3 separate regions of the Mus musculus genome follow, and all the other regions are linked to region 2. The links are chromatin contacts, called in public promoter capture Hi-C maps. All regions are on one chromosome and are shown on one strand. Each heading gives the region's core, a stretch centred on a gene start, on an enhancer-like site or on the middle of the called end of the contact. The rest is flanking DNA. Distances are from core to core; before and after follow the strand shown. Region 1 holds the start of 2010204K13Rik (RIKEN cDNA 2010204K13 gene). Region 2 holds the start of Plp2 (proteolipid protein 2). Region 3 holds the start of Pqbp1 (polyglutamine binding protein 1).

Evidence for each region. Promoter capture Hi-C pulls out the DNA fragments that hold promoters and counts their contacts.
Region 1: a promoter capture Hi-C map of the SN4741 cell line shows a contact between it and region 2, with 6 times the contacts expected there. The contact joins the promoter of 2010204K13Rik here to the promoter of Plp2 in region 2. A contact is called at or near these places in 14 of 39 promoter capture datasets (3T3-L1-derived adipocytes, the C10 cell line, the HPC-7 cell line and 9 more), 1 of 15 datasets of contacts at CTCF or cohesin (stem cell-derived epiblast-like cells), 24 of 484 Hi-C or Micro-C datasets (the 3T3-L1 cell line, B cells, the C10 cell line and 15 more), 23 of 115 datasets of contacts at active chromatin or transcription factors (the 230-238 cell line, the SCID.adh cell line, acute myeloid leukemia and 13 more) and 4 of 9 other capture datasets (adipose tissue, embryonic stem cells, liver and 1 more).
Region 3: a promoter capture Hi-C map of pre-B cells shows a contact between it and region 2, with 2.7 times the contacts expected there. The contact joins the promoter of Pqbp1 here to the promoter of Plp2 in region 2. A contact is called at or near these places in 8 of 39 promoter capture datasets (the C10 cell line, the SN4741 cell line, cranial neural crest and 3 more), 1 of 484 Hi-C or Micro-C datasets (embryonic stem cells), 2 of 115 datasets of contacts at active chromatin or transcription factors (effector CD8 T cells and microglia) and 3 of 9 other capture datasets (adipose tissue, liver and pancreatic islet).

Annotation. Positions count from the first base shown.
Region 1 is chrX:7,420,984-7,424,623 of GRCm38.p6, reverse strand. It overlaps 2010204K13Rik (RIKEN cDNA 2010204K13 gene), which reads left to right and starts at 1,636. Exons shown (of 2, transcript NR_027924.1): 1 at 1,636-1,745.
Region 2 is chrX:7,669,703-7,673,262 of GRCm38.p6, reverse strand. Plp2 (proteolipid protein 2) reads left to right here and starts at 1,873. Exons shown (of 5, transcript NM_019755.5): 1 at 1,873-2,120; 2 at 3,505-3,560. The coding sequence starts at 2,025. Magix (MAGI family member, X-linked) reads left to right here. Exons shown (of 6, transcript NM_018832.2): 6 at 1-97.
Region 3 is chrX:7,897,449-7,901,168 of GRCm38.p6, reverse strand. Pqbp1 (polyglutamine binding protein 1) reads left to right here and starts at 2,169. Exons shown (of 7, transcript NM_019478.4): 1 at 2,169-2,398; 2 at 2,533-2,618. The coding sequence starts at 2,552. Timm17b (translocase of inner mitochondrial membrane 17b) reads right to left here and starts at 1,833. Exons shown (of 6, transcript NM_011591.5): 1 at 1,700-1,833; 2 at 109-208. The coding sequence starts at 1,725.

The DNA of each region.
Region 1 (3,640 bases), core at 387-2,886, 250 kb after region 2:
CATAGAGTCAGACAATTACATTCACTGCTAACCATTTGTTGCTAATTAAAACAAACAAACAAACAAACAAACAAACAAAAAACAGTTTTCTAGGATTGGTTTTTAAAAAATTACTTGATATTTAGGCACCAAGAAGTAAAATCTGTATCTTTGATTTTCTTAGGTTAATTTTATGTGGGTGTTTTTAATGTTTTTTATAAATTAAGTTTGTTCTGTAATAATGTCATATATGTTTATATATATGGATTCTGACTGCTCTAATCCTTACTTTCTTGTCTCTCTCTCACCCCTGTCCTCCCTTTCCTACACTCATGGCTTCTTGTTTTGTGACATACTCAGTTTAAAAAGGGTTGCTTATGTGACTGTAACTGTGGAGTTATGCACTGGACCTGGCTGGCTTCCCTAGTGGGTACATATCTGAAGATAATGATATCCGGTCTTCCAGAGTCTACCAATAGCCAATAGTTCCCCAGGGTCCTGTAAGTACTGACAAGGTAGGTAAGGGGAGGTGCTGCTTCAAGTAGGGTAGCCTTGGGAGCCTTGTCCTCTTTGAGTCTCAATTTTGTCACCTTTAAAATGCTACCAATTACTACCCCACAGGGTTTCCACACGTTGGCACTGTGCGGTGGTGTAAAGAGGTGCCCTGTCCCCAAAGGCACTGTGAACATTGCCTGTATCCAAATCTGAACTTTCTCAAAACTATAGCTTAAGGACCTGAATATACCAGAGATGGGGACCAGTCCCACTTGCTGCCCATTAACAGGCTTGCCTTACACCTCACCACGCTTTCTTGCTGCTGCAGAGAGTCCGCTCTCTTCTTCCACATTTCATTGTCACCTCAGGCTGCAATATATCAGGTGACACACTTGCTGTTCTCAGGTGAGGACAGTCACGTCCTACTCCAGATCTGTAAATGAGGTCCACAGGCCAGTGTGGCCTCAGCTCACATCTGCTATCAAGATACTGTCCTAATTAGAAAAAGCAAGCTGTAGAACAGTGTGTACAATATATTTGTGTGCATTGTAAGATAAACATATGAAGTATGCTTATGTATTTGTAAACAAATTATGAAGGAATATGTGAGGAGTTACGCTTTTGACTAGTTCTAATGGGAAGAAAGGAGACTTTTTACTCATTATTATAATTTGAAAGTTGTTACCAGGAATACAGTTTCTTTCATAATAAAAAACCTTTAAGTAAAAACATAGATAACATATAGAAACATATAGTCATGTGTTGTATGATGATGTTTGATCAACAGACCACATATATGATGGTGATCCTGTAAGACTGTGATGAGGATGAAATAAATTCTTATTGCCAAAAGATGGCAGAGCAATTGCCAAATAAGTAACACTACAGTACTCATATGTGTGTGGTGACGCTGGTGTAAATGCAGATGCAGTACTAAAAATAGGTAACAGCCAAACTCCACAGGTATCTGCAGCTCTTGGTTTGCTCATCTGTGAAATCATAGCTAATCCATAGGGCCACAATCCATAGGACCACTGTGCTCATTGAATGACTCACGCTCAGGAAATGCTTCTGCTTAGCAAAATAATGGTATAGAAGAGGCAGAAGGCAGGCTGGTTTGATGTGATAATCTCTTTCGCCACCTTGTGGTTGGTGACGCACAAGTCAGCCGTGCCGCGACACGTGTTAATAAGCAGAGACTCGAGCTTCCTCCAAGTTTGGACCTTAGTGGGCCGGATGATTTGGAACTTGGAGAACTGAGAAATAAAAACGTAAGTAGGTAGCTTATGGCTCTTTCATTTTAGGTCCTTATTGTCTAGACGCTTTACTTACATTCCCTACGCGTGCGTGCGTGCGCGCGTGCACGAGCACACGGGGAAACTCCCCCCTCCCCCCTGCCCCCGGTACTTAAAGAAGGTAAAATGTGCGTGTGTGTGCGTGTGTGCGCGCGTGTGTGTGTGCGTGCGCGCGCGCGCGTGTAAGGTGTTCGTGCTGGTGACTACAGAGGTTACAAGAGGGGCATTGGATCGATCCCCCCCCCCCGAACGTGAGTTATGGACCACCACGTGGGTCTTAGGAATTGAACCCAGACCCTCTGTGAGAATTAAGTGCTCTCAACTATTTATGCATCTTCCCACCTCCAAGTGTTAGTTTCCACAAGTAGATGTTGTGGATGTTCTAGAGACATAGTTCGGAACTCAACCACAGCAGTGTCCATGCGGACAAGAAGAGGGAACATACATGTTTCTACTACTTAGTCTCTAAATCAGATTTCTAGCCAGCTACAAGTTTCTTTGAGCTCCCTAATAGGTCGAGGGGGAGGGGCGTGCACACACACATACCCATGCCATCTATCATCTATATCATCTGTCGTCTACCTTGTTACCTAAGGAAGGAAAACCAGTGTCCCTGCGCAGAAATGTATGTGAGCTAAACACTCAAACACATAAGATAAATAAATCTTAGTTGATTCTAATCCTTACTGTCCCTTGGTCATGGTCTATCACATCCATGGGGCATGGCTTCTGCCAGGCAGTTCTTGTTTTCCTCATGAGCCAAAGTTGTATGGAAGAGCATCCAATCAGTAGAACCTACTAGGGCATAGTCCTTCCCCTAGGCTAAGCTTGGGTTTCCATCCGAGGGAGGCAGGACTCTGAATGGAAGGATTTCTGAAAAAATTACAAGGACTGTTGAGAAATGCTTGGGTAAGGCAGGGAACCATGAGTACTTCAGATCTTGTCTTCCTTTCCCAGATCCAGCTCTCCCAACAACAGTAGGCTTGAGAGATGTATGGCCCAGGCACACCTGGGAATCTAGAGCTGCCTAATTTTTGGTTAGGTTACATTTAAGCTATTTTCTGGGTAGGTAATGTGTTAACAAATGGGAGGGTTGTTTTTGGACTAGGGTCTCCACTGGAGTATGGATCATGCTGTCTAATTTACCATTGTATTACGTAGCTCAGTGCCTCATGAACAAACTAAGTTGGTCATTGCCTTGAACGTGTATATTTTTATTGACATTTCAGGCCCCTAATCTCAAGAGAAGCCTAAGGAGTGTTGTTTTGGTGTCTTGTTAACTAAGGGAAATCTAGAGGCAGCCCCAGTCTTATAATCTACAGTTTCCCATAGGGCTTCTGACTCCCTCCCTTTCCAGAGAGAGGTCTTTCTCTCTTCCACAGTCAGTGTCTCCATTCTGATACTTCTATGCAGCCAGATGTTTTCTAGGGCCAGTTCTGCTCTCAGGACATGTTTTCAGGAGGAAGAGATGAATCATTCTAGCTTTGGTATTGCTGCATCTGAAATCCTGTTGGCATTGAACTTAATATCCAGGGGGGATGGTTGAGCTTGCCTGCAGCCTTGGCATTTGAGCAAGTACCTTATCTCTAGCTTTGTCTGTGACTGCTAAATGGCCACTAGAGGGAGCCAGTGGAGCTTTGGTGGAACATGGCACTTCCTGTTTGCACTCGGTTCCTGTTCTGGGGGGGAAGAAAAAAAATCACTGTTGCTTAGCAACAAGAAAGCCAATCATGCTTGCGTCTCATGCCTCTGTCACTAACCCCAAGTGAGACATAGAACATAAAGTCTCCTTCAGATATTATATACTGTAACGGTTTGGAACTTACTGGTCACTTGAAATGTGGCCTGTGATCTCATTATTTTAAATGGAT
Region 2 (3,560 bases), core at 624-3,123:
AGACAAGAATGACAAGAATCCATAAAAGATAACTTCCAAGAGAATTGATAGTTACAGAAATAATAATAATAATGATAATAATAATAAAGGTTATGGCTGGAGATTGTTGTATTCCTGTAATTTCTCCACGTGGCCAGCCAAGACAAGAGGATCACGAGTTCTAAGCCATGCTGGACTACCCAGTGAGAGACTGGCTCAAACAAACAACATCAAAGCAAAAAGGACCAGCTAGACTGTGGGAGGGGTGGTGGGCTGCTAGCCTGCTTGAAGACACAGCTTTTGAAGTGGAACCTGAAAGACCAGAAGCCAAATGAAGCCAACGCTGTGGGGGAGGGGCACGACAGTTATGAGAACGGCGAGTACAGAGGCCAGAGCTAAGTTTGTCATGTTCCACAAGTTCAGGTATTTGTCCCTGCTTGAATGCAGGCACTCAACACTGGGGAAAATGTTTCAACCTTTCCATTACTCAGGCATTCTCTCAACAATGGTGACTGTAAAAGGGAACCCCTTTCTTCATTTGGAAGGGACCTATGTTTGGGGCGGGGCAGGCAGGACCTTAGGGTGAATTCTAGCCTTTCAGTGATTGCGTTATACTTGAGTATAAACCAATGTCCAGAACACATTGGGGTGGGGGGAGTGTCCTGATTTCAGGTAACCAGGCACATGTCTCAGAGTTAGACACGACGAAGGCCAGAAGGAATTAATTAATTGCTTAGGAACACACCTCAAAAAGTCAACGTTTGTACCCCAAATTATACTCAAAGACCATCCCCTTACCTTGCCCAACTCTCAGCAAAAATGTGTGCTTTCTCTAGTCTTTCCCTAAAGCTTGTTTGGCCTCTCTTCTCAGAACCATAAAACAGAGGTCCAGTACCGAGGCCGAGAAGAAGTCTTGCCTGGAATTGGCCAGCACGGGTTACTGGGGGGGCTAGGCTCGAAGCAGACTGATGATATAGTCACTAGTATCCACCAGGTCGATCACCAGGTTCCGTTCCCAGTCTCTGCAGCACTGTCACCACCACTGCCCAAACTCTGGGAACTGACTGCATCCTCCTCATCCCAGTTTGGTACCAGTTGACTACAGAACCTGACCTGACCCAATCAGAAACACCTTTCAATTTTTATTCATCTCACTTATTGTGAACAATTACACCAGATCCAGGGGGAATTAAGTCTTACTACCTCAGACCCTGCCTGTTAGGTGGTTCTCAACCTCCCTAAAACTGCGACCCTTTAATACAGTTCCTCATGCTGTAGGACTCCTGACCACGACATTATTTTTGCTGCCACTTCATAAGTGCATTTTTGTTACTGTTAGGAATTGCAGTGTAAACATCTGTGTTTTCTGATGATCTCAAGGGACCCCTGTGAAAGGATCGTTGGACCCCAAAGGGGTCCTTACTCACAGGTGGAGAACCACTGCTCTATGCAAAGGGAAAACTTTTTAAAATTCAGAGCACTCCGAATTCAGGAAACATACCTGGCCTCGAGAATTTCGAGTTTAAACAGGGCCTCAGCTACCCCTTTTTCAGCTAAGGAAACTATTACTTCTTGACCTTTTGGCTAAGTTCAAAAGTAGAAAATCGAGTCACTCCCTTCCAAAGCCAGATTCCCTCGGTAGCTCTTTTGCATTAAAAAGAAAGAAAGAAAGAAAGAAAGAAGGAAAGAAAGAAAGAAAGAAAGAAAGAAAGAAAGAAAGAAAGAAAGAAAGAAAGAAAAAGTGAAGGGTCTACATATTCTTGCTCCTGGTACCTGGAGTTTCCAGGCACCTTGTAGATAAGGCTGTGTGCGGGACCCGTATCGTCTTCGGCCGCAGGGCAAAGGGGGCTTCCGGGGCGGCCTCCACCTGGCCCGGCCCCCTCCGGCCCCGCCTGCTTTGCTAGGCGCGGTGATTCATTCCCTCCTTTGCCCGGGGGGCCCCCTTCCCGGCCAGACGGCGGGACAGACGGCTGGGTGTGCAGCGACCTCGAACCCGTGAGCCAGAAAGCAGAGCTTCTGCGTCCCAGGGACTCCAGTACACCACCATGGCGGATTCTGAGCGTCTCTCGGCCCCCGGCTGCTGGTTAGCCTGCACCAGCTTCTCGCGCACCAAAAAGGGAATTCTCCTGTTTGCTGAGATTGTGAGTGTTCCCCGGCCGGAGGTTGGGTAGAGGCTGAGTGTGCAGGCTGGACCACTGGGTACGGGACTGTGGCGGTTGAGGCAGGCACGTGGTCCAGCTGCTTGCCAGTGGGATGCAGGTGGGTGAGTTTGTGGAGGAGGGTCGAAGCCAGCCAAGATGCAGGGCGTTCGGTGGGGCATGGGCGAAGGGGTGGAGAGCTGGTGGTTCACTGGTGAGGTGAGTTATCTATAACTAATGTTGGGGGCTGGGGATGTGTGGGTGCGTGTGTGGGTGTAGGTTCATAGTGGTCGGAGAGAAGGGGTCCTGGGGAGTGGGAGCCTCTCGTGGCAGGGCGTGGCCGGCCTGGGCACTAGCTGGCGGGCTGGCAGTGCGCCTAAAGGCGGGGCCTGTTGGGGTGGGGTAGAGCTAGTCCCCTCTAGGGTAGGGCGTTCCACACTTCGCCAGTTCTTCCTTGCCCATTTGGGACTGGATGGGAGGTCCTTTGCTCTTTGGATGGTTATAGGGAACCTTGGTTTTTCCATCCCCCTCCAAGTGGGCACCGCCTTTGGGTCACTCATAAAAGAGGTGCGGTTCCTTTAACGGAGCCCTGCCCTTCTAGTGTCAGTCTCCCCCCCCCCCCTTCCCAAAGGGGTTGCCTGGGGAACCGAACGTCCCTCCCCCTCAAGGCATGGACGCTGGCGCCACAAGCGCTCACAAAACACCTGGCAGAGCCACTCCCCTCAGGGAAAGGAGAACTGAAGCACATAATTCGGCATTTTTCTTACTGGTTGACCCTGGGCAAGCCACTTAACCTCTCTGTGACTCACTTTCCTCCTGTGTAAAATAAATGTATCTAGCTCATTAGATTCTCGTGATGATTAAGTGGAATACGACGTGTAAAGCCCTTAGACAATGCTTGGAAGAACACTGAGCATGCGAGAGGTGTTTCGTAATTATCAGATGTCATTTTCTCACTCCTGGTAGTTATTTGAGAAAAATGTTTTTTTTTTTTCTCTTTCTTCCCCATCCTCCCCTACCGTCTCTGGAGCGTGGGTGCAACCTAGGGCCTTGCATATGTTATGCAAATGCTCAGCCACTGAGCTACATCTTGGAAAGTAGATTTCCTCCCCTCCCCCATGGATATTTAGGTTTGAGAGCCCTCTTTTCTAATTTTTTTTTGTTTGTTTTTTTGTTTTTCAAAACAGGGTTTCTCTGTATAGATAGCCTTGGCTGCCCTGGAACTCACTCTGTAGACCAGGCTGGCCTCGAACTCAGAAATCCGCCTGCCTCTGCCTCCTGAGTGCTGGGATTAAAGGCGTGCGCCACCAAGCCCGGCTCCCTCTTTTCTAATTTAAACCATTGCTTTTAACCCGTGGCTGATTGAGCTCCGTTGCTCCCCTCTCAGATACTGTGCCTGGTGATCTTGATTTGCTTCAGTGCATCTACAACATCGGCCTACTC
Region 3 (3,720 bases), core at 920-3,419, 230 kb before region 2:
AACACACAGTAGGTGAACAATCAACAGAATGTTCAGTATGCTCAGAGCAGTACTCCTATGTCAGCAAGACCGCAGATTCCCACACCACTGGAGGAAGGCCCAACTCACAACAGGGGCATTGCGGAAGCCCTTGATAGCCTGGAAGACTCCACCACCAATGACACCCATGGTGAAAGCTCCACCGCAATCATCCACAATTCGCCATGGGCTGCAAGCAGGAAGGAAAAGATTGGGTTAATGTGAGACCCTGCCCTGCTTGGAGAACCAAACAGGGAAGCTCAGGACTGATGCAGAACACCTTAGATGACAACAAATTAGTTCTGACACTTTTTATATTCCCCAGAAAGCCAGAAAGGAAAACCAGATGTGTTTCTGCACACCTGTGATCAACACTTGGAAGGCTGAGACAGGAGGATCACAAGTTGGCAGTCCAACTTGGGCTCTAAATGGAGACCCTGTCCCACAAAGAAAGTTTGTGCCTTTTAATACCAGCACTCTGAGGTCAGAGGTCAGCCTAGTCTAGTCAGTTCGAGGCCAGCCAGGGTTCTATAGTGAGATACTGTCTCAAAACAAACAAACCCCAAAAGAAAAGGTTTGTAAATCTATCTGTGGTACAAAAGTGAGAAAACAATTTGGGATGGGGGAGGTGTCTCACCACATAGCCTTGCAACGATGGGTTTACTACTGGCAGAGCAGTGCTCTTGATTACAAGCAAGCGTCAATACAACTGTTTTTGTCATTATCAAAAATCAAATGGCTTTGGAATCTAGGTCCCCTGTCCCCCACAATCTGTCTCTTGCTTAAATCAACTACTCTACCACTGAGCCCCTATGACTGTTTCTGACAATACAGTATTCTCAGAGAGTTCTACGTGAAACTAGATTTGAAGAACAGAGTCCCTCAAATCCTAGAACCAGGAGCCAAAAACAAAATGGTTTTTGTTACTATCAAAAATCAGTAAGAGTTGTCATGTGCCTGGCAGGGGTGGTTCACGCCTTTAATCCCAGAACTTGGGGGGCAGAGGCAGGAGGATTTCTTAGTTCAAGACTACAGAGTGAGTTCCAGGACAGCCAGGGCTACACCACAGAGTAACCGTGTCTGGGAGGGGGGGGGGGGAGTTGTCGTGTCAGGCTTCAATAGTGTTAACTAGCAAACGTTATTTAAGTAAAATATAAACAGGGTGACTGACACTCGGTTCGACACAAAAAGCACGTCCAGAGAAACCCTTGTGTCCTTTTAAAACCTAAATCGGACAAATCAAAAGACCGTGCGGAAAAGCCAGGTGCCATCTGGCTTAGCCCACAGTGAGTTCACACATGCCCTATCCTATGTCAAAAGCCAGCCTGAGAAAAGCGACACGAAGAAACCCTGTGGATATTGGCTCCACGCCTCTCCTCCCTCACCGCCGGAATGGATCTGCCCAGCGTTTCTCTTTTGGCTCACAAAGGGGGTCTAGGAGAAGAGCCAGGGCAACAGTGCGATAGTTTGTCCCACACCGCACATACTGGGACACTCCACGGTGGCGGTTTTTTGACGAAGTCCGAGTGGGAGGGGCCATGCCGGATGCGCAGAGGCAGTGAAGTTTCCGAGCCTCCCGGGTCAGGGACTTGACACTGCAGCCCCTGCCTTCCCCGCCCGCCTCCCGTTGTCCGCCTGAGCGTCGCGCGGACTGTCCCGAAGCCTGTGCCCATCGCCGTACCAAGGTTCGCGAGCGTACTCCTCCATGGCGCCAGAGTCCGGCCTGGCGCAGTCGGTGGCGCGGGCGAGACACTCCCCCCGTCCCCCTCCCGCTCCGAAACGCCCACAAGCTCTGAGGCGCTGTACGTAGACCAAGGGAACAATTGGTTCTTCTCTGCTTACGTAAGGCCAACGGCGCGCTCTTATTGGCTAGCCAGAAGGGCCACATCCGTTCCATGTAAGCGTCGGATGCGACCAGTTAATTGCACCTGGGGAGAGTCGAGGAGCCTGTTGTGCTTTAAACCAAGAGCCCTTCGGTGTTGGTAAGCACTGTGCCAATGAGGGAGAGGAGGGTAAGGAGATAGACTTTGACTAATCGCACAGTTGTACTGGTAAGGCTGGGGTGTAAGCTTTCTTTTAAAGCTGGAGATGGCGTTGGCATTGTATCTCCCCCATCCTAGCGCCTTGGTTCCGCCCACCGTGCGGACTTTGAGGAACGTTGGGTGATCCCATTTCTGGGTTGCGGGTGTGTGGCACTTGGTCCCTTGGGTGATGGGTGGAGCCTTGGTCTAGAGAGGAACTGGGTCTTTGGTCCATCCGGTCTCCAGTGCCTGGGTCCGGAGAGTTCTGCTGATCCTAATTCTGGCCATATTGCTACATATCTCTTTTATCTTTTAGCACGCATTTTTGTTCTCTTCCAGCTACTGTTGCAGTTACGTAGGTGTGTGTGTGTGTGTGTGTGTGTGTGTGTGTGTGTGTGTGTGTGTGTGTGTGTGAACACACGCGTGGTTACTGGCTATCCAGATTGAAATGTTAATCAGATCTGCCCTTCAGTACTGTCTTGTCTGTTTCTAGGTCTGGTCAGCTACCCACTATGCCGCTTCCTGTTGCGCTGCAGACCCGCTTGGCGAAGAGGGGCATCCTCAAACATCTGGAGCCGGGTGAGAAAACTAAAAGCAGATGCATCTATCATGTGCCAGTGTTAATAGACGTTCTGCTGTTTATTCTATTCTTTATTCCCCCTTTTCTCCGCCCCCTCCCGCCCCTGTCGAACCTAGGTGTTTGCTAAGTAAGTGCTCTGCCATCTTCTGCCGTCCTAGTGTGCATCTTCCCCCGCCCCCTTGTACTGCTGGGGTTAGACCAGAGCTCTTGGATGCGCTCTATTGAAGTATATCTCCTTGACTGGCACCTTGGTTTTGATACTTGGTATCTTGCATGGCCTGGCAGGCATCTCGTTGTCAATATAATTTTTTCTGATATTCATTACTTCTTCGTGGTTGGTGGGTGCTGTGTGAAGTGTAAGGCTGGAGGGATAGCTTTAATTTAAGTCATGAATCAAGTGGACACGGTGGCAGGTACAAATATCTCAGGTACTAAGGAGGCTGAGCTACAAACATGGCTTGAGTCCAGGAGGTCAAGGCCAGACATGGCAATTTGGCAAGACCCAGTCTTCAAAAAATAAAAAACAAATAGACATAAGTATGGTGGCATTCATCTGTAGTCCCCAGCATGGCTGGGGCAGGTAAAAGGGATCACAGGAGACAGCCTGGTTTACATACTGAATTCTAGGCCAGATATACATGTGTCTGTGTGTGTATGTACACATGTATATATGTGTATATATATGTGTGTGTATCAGAAAATAAGTAAAATAAACCCATGACTGCATGGTATTTAACTAATTAATGTTTGAGACATGGTCTCATTCTGTACTTCTGGCAGGCCTGGGACCCATTCTGTATATCAGGCTGGCTTTGCATTCATCAAGATCTGCCTGTCTCCGCTTTCCTAATGCTAGGATTAAGGGTCCAAAAAGGCATCTGATCTATCCTGCAGTCTCCTATGTGCCAAATACAGTGACAGGATGCTGATGCTCTATGTTTACCTCAGCAGAGGTACTTGGGTGATGGGCACCATAACCATTAACATTTATTTAAGGCTGCCTAAGTGCCTGGCACGTATGATATGCTAACAGTCAAAAAAGATGATCTGGGGGCTGGAGAGATGGCTCAGCAGTTAAGAGCACTGACTGCTCTTCTGAAG